Regions from separate parts of the Rattus norvegicus genome. Here region 1 is linked to region 2. Evidence: chromatin contacts called from public Hi-C data. All regions are on one chromosome and are shown on one strand. Each heading gives the region's core, a stretch centred on a gene start, on an enhancer-like site or on the middle of the called end of the contact. The rest is flanking DNA. Distances are from core to core; before and after follow the strand shown.

What was found. Hi-C and Micro-C count contacts between places; a contact is called where the count stands out from the background.
Region 1: a Hi-C map of Schwann cells shows a contact between it and region 2, with 3 times the contacts expected there. The contact joins two enhancer-like sites. A contact is called at or near these places in 6 of 12 Hi-C or Micro-C datasets (the A7r5 cell line, the Rat2 cell line, Schwann cells and 3 more).

What each region holds. Positions count from the first base shown.
Region 1 is chr6:136,487,603-136,491,296 of GRCr8, reverse strand. Mark3 (microtubule affinity regulating kinase 3) reads right to left here. Exons shown (of 18, transcript NM_130749.1): 4 at 2,433-2,481. Among named protein-coding and RNA genes, the nearest start is that of Mark3, 41 kb to the right of the region's middle. Within about 2 kb of position 1,861, at least 17 of the 93 cell types and tissues checked have an H3K27ac peak or open chromatin away from gene starts, as enhancers often do. A contact at or near this core is called in Schwann cells, where this site is marked.
Region 2 is chr6:136,284,652-136,287,865 of GRCr8, reverse strand. Exoc3l4 (exocyst complex component 3-like 4) reads right to left here. Exons shown (of 12, transcript NM_001106759.2): 9 at 3,037-3,156; 10 at 2,808-2,960; 11 at 2,103-2,224; 12 at 469-982. The coding sequence ends at 799. Among named protein-coding and RNA genes, the nearest start is that of Tnfaip2, 12 kb to the left of the region's middle. Within about 2 kb of position 1,690, at least 20 of the 93 cell types and tissues checked have an H3K27ac peak or open chromatin away from gene starts, as enhancers often do. A contact at or near this core is called in Schwann cells, where this site is marked.

The sequences.
Region 1 (3,694 bases), core at 612-3,111, 200 kb before region 2:
AACCACATGGTGGCTCACAACCATCTGTAATGAGATCCAATGCTCTCTTCTGGTGTGTCTGTGGATGACTATAGTGTACTCATATGAAAATAAATTAATAAATTTAAAAAAATTAACAAACAAAAAACGAAAACACCAAACAAAGTAAAAGCAAACAAAACAATGATTTTTTTTCAGGGAGAGGGAATTGTCAGTGAAATTTTACTATGATGGCTTCTTTGTTTAGATAGAACTTTCTAGTTCTGCTAATTCATAAAGCTATAACACATCAAACATAAACAATTAAAAGGAAAATAAAGTAAATGCCAAGCTATTAAGTCACTACTATATAGATCTATTTGGTTTTCTTATTTTCTTTAAACTTTTCTCAAAAAAAAAAAAAAAAAAAAACAAAACAGGGTGCAACTAAATGATGTCTTTGATTTCTTATGACTTTTTCTTTTTTTTTTTCTTTTTTTCTTTTTTTTCAGAGCTGGAGACCGAACCCAGGACCTTGCGCTTGCTACCACTGAGCTAAATCCCCAACCCCAATTTCTTATGACTTAATAAGACACTAGATGGACCGAGAAAACACCTGACAGAGTGGTTGGAGTGTGAGTGAACTGATCACATTCTCAGGCCATTACTTAGCTTCTATGTTCGAACTGCTAAGAAAGCTAACTGGGGGGTTGGGGATTTAGCTCAGTGGTAGAGCACTTGCCTAGAAAGCGCAAGGCCCTGGGTTCGGTCCCCAGCTCCGGAAAAAAAAAAAAAAAAGAAAGCTAACTGGGGAAAGTTGGAGCAGCACTGGTTAATGAGCAGCGTAAGGAAGAGTCATGTTAATATGTGAAAGCAGACAATAGCTCTTTTAAGAAAATTCTTTAGGGGTTGGGGATTTAGCTCAGTGGTAGAGCGCTTGCCTAGGAAGCGCAAGGCCCTGGGTTCGGTCCCCAGCTCCGAAAAAAAAAGAAAATTCTTTAACTCAATATGGCATTAATGCCTTTGATCCCAGCACTCTGGAGATGGGAGGCATCCAGAATATATAGACAAACCCTGTCTAGAAAGAAAAACCAAAACAAGAAAACACAAGCAGAAGAACCAAACAACAACGGCAATTTAAATCTATTACACCAAGTAAGTGGAGGGCTGTGACCTTTGATCCCAGGGACAGAAGTGATCAATATTTAGTGATGAAATTCTGACCAGTAAGGATAAAATAAATTTTTGGTGAAAAATTAGAATCTAAAAATCCATATGTTAATGATTAACCTCAAAGACACGAAATGGAAAACAAAGGCCTTTTTTCATCATTATACTTCTTGTGATTTTTCTTTTTCCCCAAACATATTTACCAATTCTAATATATACAATTTTTCACTAATCTTTTCAGAATAATAGCCTAGTAAATTTTTTCACTGTAGTCATAAAACAACAATGCTAAACATGACATTACCCATCTCATTTACTCTTGAAATAATATATTTTTTTAAGATTTATTTATTTATTTACTCCTTATATATGAGTACACTATAGCAGTCTTCAGACACACCAGAAGAGGGCATCAGATCCCCATTACAGATGGTTGTGAGCCACCATGTGGTTGCTGGGATTTGAACTCAGGACCTCTGGAAGAGCAGTCAGGGATCTTAACCACTGAGCCATCTCTCCAGCCCATTGCAATAATATTTTTAAAATAAAGGAGCTGGAAGGTGCTGGGTCTTAATCCCAGCATATGAAGGCAGAGAGGAAGGGGGATCTCTATGAGCTTAAAGGCCAGCCTGCTCTACAGAGCAAGTTACAAGACATCCAGAGCTGCACAGAGAAACTAGAAGAATAAAGGAGCCATTATCTTATAAAAATACAATCACACTATTTAAAAGGCCCTATTATGACATACAGAATCAAATGTTTTCACTAGTGTGGAATTTGTGTGTTCCAGCTCAGTCCTGCGATTATAAGGAGAAAGATGAATCCTTTCCTCTTTAAATATGTATCATAGTTATGCACACAGGATACACGGATAGTTCCTATGCATTATACAGCATGCATCCCATATTCTATATACTGCTCTTTGAAAAAATTACCAACTAACAAGATGTAAATCGGGGGTTGGGGATTTAGCTCAGTGGTAGAGCGCTTGCCTAGCAAACGCAAGGCCCTGGGTTCGGTTCCCAGCTCCGGAAAAAAAAAAAAAAAAGAAAAAGATGTAAATTAACCAGCCTGATTATACATATTCTTATGGCACTAAAACTTAAGTCAAATGCTTAATACCTGAAATTTCAAAGAGCTGGCACAAACTAACTTGTCCATGTATTTTATTCAAAATGTACATGGGCATGGGGAAAAGGATGGAGCTTCCTATCACTTCAGACATACATGTTTATTTTAGCTTTATAACATATTTTCAAGACTGTATATTTAAACCCCAAAGTATTTAAGAAAACAGAAAGTACCTATGTTTGGGTGATTTAAAATCTTCATTATTCTTACTTCTCTGAAGAGCTAAAAAAGCAAAAGACAAACCCTTATATTATTAAATGTTATACTCTGCTTACAGCAAAATAAGTTTTTTCTTAGATAACGGTTTCATTATTTACATTTTTTACCCTATTCCTAAGAATAAAATAACACAGAAATGCAGAGTAACCTGAAGTACATTTATAACCCATCACCAATGCTTCCATTAATGGAAACAGCAGCTCCTGAGAGGAGCAAGTACACTCTGAATTTACTTCTTTACAAACAAGGTTAGATTTAGACTAGAACAGCTTGTGATTAAACCTCATTGTCCACAAGCCTGAGGTTCAATAAAGACCTGAGCAGACCCAGGGAACTGTATTAGGATGACATGAGATTCCTTCATTCTAAACGATTCTACAGTGAAACTGAACGATACGGATTGGGAAGTCCTAGGTGGAGAGGATGGTGACAGCACAATGGGAGCCATCTGCAGCGCAGGCCTCTGGAGCCACACAGCACGCACAGCTACACTTGCTGTGTTCCTTGCTTTAGCCAATGTGATCCTAGCAAAGTGAAAATGAGCAGGAGCTGGAGAAAAGGTTTGCCATCAGGGTCCATTCTTAGAGCAGCATAAAGTTGGCCTCTGCTGCTTTCAGGATGACCTTCTCCCCAGAGTCAAGCCCGTCAGCCTAATAGCACACGACTACACCACTGAAGCAGACTTTGCACATCTGGCTGAAGCAGAATATGCAGAGTAGATAGACAGAAGTAATAAAACGTGTGGTGGAGACACATGCCGAGGACTTGGAGAGGAAAAAGTGTATCGCTGTGGATTGGATTAACAACAGGATCCAAAAGCTACAAAGAGATCGAGTTCATTTTGGCCAACCTCTTCCAAAGTTGTAGTATCTTTCTATGGGGAACAAAGCTGGGAAAGGCCTAGATTAACAGACTGCATCTGCAGAAAGGAGCTGGTGAGAAGGCTCAGGGTTCCCACTTTGCCAGCTCTGTTCACTGTGTCTAACCTACATTTAAATGAACAGCTGTAGGTAGATAGATGGCTATAGAGATGTATACCTGAGTTCATATCTTAAGTATAAGGACCGATATAGACGCCTATCTTAAACACTTTATGATTTTTAATTATGGGGGAGTGCAAGTGGGCTTATGTGCCTGTGGAAGCCAGACAAAGGAAATGGCTGTTTGGTTTGCATGTGTGTTTGTGTGCACTGCATGTGTTTCGGGTACCCTGGGA
Region 2 (3,214 bases), core at 441-2,940:
TTTTATTGTTTGAAAGTCTTTGCTACAGGAAACTAGACTAGCACAAGCCGCAGGACTGGTGCTCACAAGGGCTCAGGTGCCTGGCAAGAGGCTGAGTTCTGTCTACCCCCTCTGGGCAAGACCAATGTGGTATCTGTGGCTAGGGACCCAGGGTGAGGGTCTCTGGCTTTGTTTTGTTGTTGCCTTTTAAATATATTTATTTTTACTTCCTGCACAGGCGCCTTGCCAGCATGCATGTCTGTGTACAGCACAAGCACACACTCACAGAGGCCAGAGAGGGCGTTTGAGCCTCTGGAGTTGGAGTTGAACGTGGTTGCTTGCTGCCATGTGGGTGTTGGGGACACAATCTCTGAAGGAGGAGCGAAGGCTCTTCGGGCAGGGGCTTTCCAGCTCAGGACTGGCTCTGGCATGCCATTCATTCAGTCCAGCATCACCTCTCCCAACCATCTCAGCGTGCCCAACCTTAGGTGCTATTTTAATTCACATTTATTTTTGGAATCCTCAGCTTCGCACTATAGGGTGGATGTGCTGAGCAGTCAGAAAGGGAAGCCTCCCCTGGCCTGAAGTCCTGTAAGGAGGTGCCGCAACCCCAAAAGACTCCCCCACAAATGCCTGGGATGCCTCATCTCTTGGTTCCCCCTGGCTGAGCATCCAGGCAACTAAGACCAAAAATTCCAAGGCTCCAGGCTTCGGAGCTGGGAAAAGGGCCAGAATGACTCACTAGGCTCCCAACTTGGGGTCAGTCAAAGGGAGGGTGACAGATCCTCTGCCTAGGAGGCTCCTGCTCGACATTCAGCCCTAGATGCAGGTGATGAGCACATCCACAGAGGTGGGCACTTCAATCTCCTCAAAGAGCACGTGGTGTGAGGAGGGCCTGTTCTCGTGGGCTGCCCTCAGCAGGTCTTGGGTGTGCTGCAAGAGATTCTGGTTCCGACGGCGACCGAGTCTGCGTAGTGCCAGAATGGCCAGAATGTGGTCTCGCCTGTAGAGACACAGGGTCCTCACTGCAGAGCCGTGCCCCTTGGCACCCTCCAGCCCTCGCCCCAGCCCCAGGGAAGGGAGGAACCCAGGCTTGGGAGGAAGTATGATTCACCCAGCATTCCTGGAGCTGTGTCAGAGAGGCTGAAAGGCGGGTACTATCCCTGGCTGGGAGAGGAGGGGGCTCTAAAAGGAGGCGGGAGTGTGGGCCTGGGGTACACAGTAAGTGGGCCTAGAACACACAGGCATGAGACAGGGGAGGTGGCATATGCACAGTGGGAAGAAACTCCTCGCAGAGGCAACGCAAGAAATCTGATCTAGGGAAGGCTCCTAGGGAGGCTGCTAGGGAGGTAGTGGCCAGGCCAGGTGGCCGGCTGGGGAACGTCCTCACAGTGTGCAAGACAGGGCAGAGGTGTGTGGGTGTAGGGAGAGCGGAGGGGACATGGAGGGTGGGCAGGTACAAAGGGGCACTCTGAGTCACTGCCTCCCCACTGGTTCCTCACAACCATCCAGGATCACCCTCGGAACCAGAGAGGGAGAGCCAAACCCTAGTTGGGGAATCCCCAGGAGCGGTAGGGAAATTGCAAACTTAAAGGGGGCTAACGAGCCATCACCCATATCCAAATCTACTAGAACGAACAGGCTGCGAGCAGCAGGGAGCCAGGGAAGGGGCCAGAGCAGGGGTTTTCAGTGACTTTTCCATCTTGGAATCTCCGAGAGCACTGGGGAGAGCCGGGATTTCCACGGGCTCCGATGACTCAATGCCCCACACGACCCGGGATCCGAGCCTGTTCGCGGCTGTCGAGGACTTTGAGGACTTCCCGAGAGGGTTTGAGCCCGAGAAAGGGGCCACGTTGTCCACAGATGGTGGAGAACACGAGAGAGGGGGTGGCCCGTTTGCCTTCGCTCCCGGGTCCCCTTTCCTCGCGGGCATGCGCACACACGGGTCCGTCGCGGTTCGCTTCCCCGCTAAGCCACAGTTCTCTCCGCCCTGACAAGCTCGCTCTTCCCTCCGTCCCACGCCTGCACCCACAGTCAATAGGACTTTGCTGGAAGGTGCGAGTGCCAGGTTCCATTGACCCCTGACTCTCGGTCAGAAGCTAGTGGGGGAGGAGTCTGCTAACCTGATGTCCGGGTAGCTCCGTATAAGTGTTTCCAGGTGCCGCCGGATGTCGTCTTTGTATGTCTCGCCCAGGATCTCAGCCACCGACGGGATGGCTTGGTCCAGCCACTTGGCTTCAGAACCCTAAGGAGACAGGGCTCTGAAGTGTGTGTGTGTGTGTGTGTGTGTGTGTGTGTGTGTGTGTGTGTGTGTGTGTGTGTGTGAATGTGTGTGGCCCACCTCCCCAAGGAGTCCCTGCCTGTAATGCCCTGCAACACTCCTCCCATGTGTCTGCCCGCCGGTAGCTCGCCCATGAGATTCCACAGAGTGGACATCTGCAGTGATGCTGGAGAGTTGTCTTCCTGTCTGCACAGACAGGAAATCCGAGCCCTGACCAGGAAGGTGTCACCAGTAGGAGACCAGAAGGCCAGATAAGGGGTTTGGGCTCAAAGTGCGCCCGTCCTGAGAGGGGAAAGATCTCTCACAGACCTTGCCCACCATAACCTTCACCCCTTCTTTGCCTGCATTCACAAATGTATACAATGTTAAGGGATACCCACCCCCCTTTCTAGAGTCCAGCCCCACTGCCATCTTCCCTGTGGAGTCTGAAGGACTAGTGGAAGCTCTCTTCTCAGTACCGGCTCCTGCACCCGCTGTAAGGGCTCTTTACCGGATGAAAACAATAGAATAGGGGTTGCCCTGCTTGACATTCAGACGATGCTCCTACCAAGCCCCGGAAAGTGTTGCTAATGGCCTGGGCATCCAGGCTCATCTTGTGGGAGCCCTTCACTCGATCCAAGCCACTGAACCTCTCGTGGGGCCTCAGCACCTGCCCCAGGTATTCTCGGACCACAAAACGGTGCACCTCCTGCAGAGTGTCCTGGGAGAATGAGGGTAGGGTCAGGATCAAAGCCATGGTCCCTGCACACCCGAGCCAGCCACCCGCTTCCTGGTACCTGTGCCAGTGGTGGGGTCACATGCTCAAGGTGATGTGCAAAGTCCACCACCTTGTCCATGAGTGGATGCAGTGTGTCCTGTGTGAGCCAGTTCCTGGTATATAGCACCTTGAATAGTGGCTGGGGACAGAAGGGGATAGGAGTGAGCTCTGTTCACCATCCCTCACCCCCTTCACTG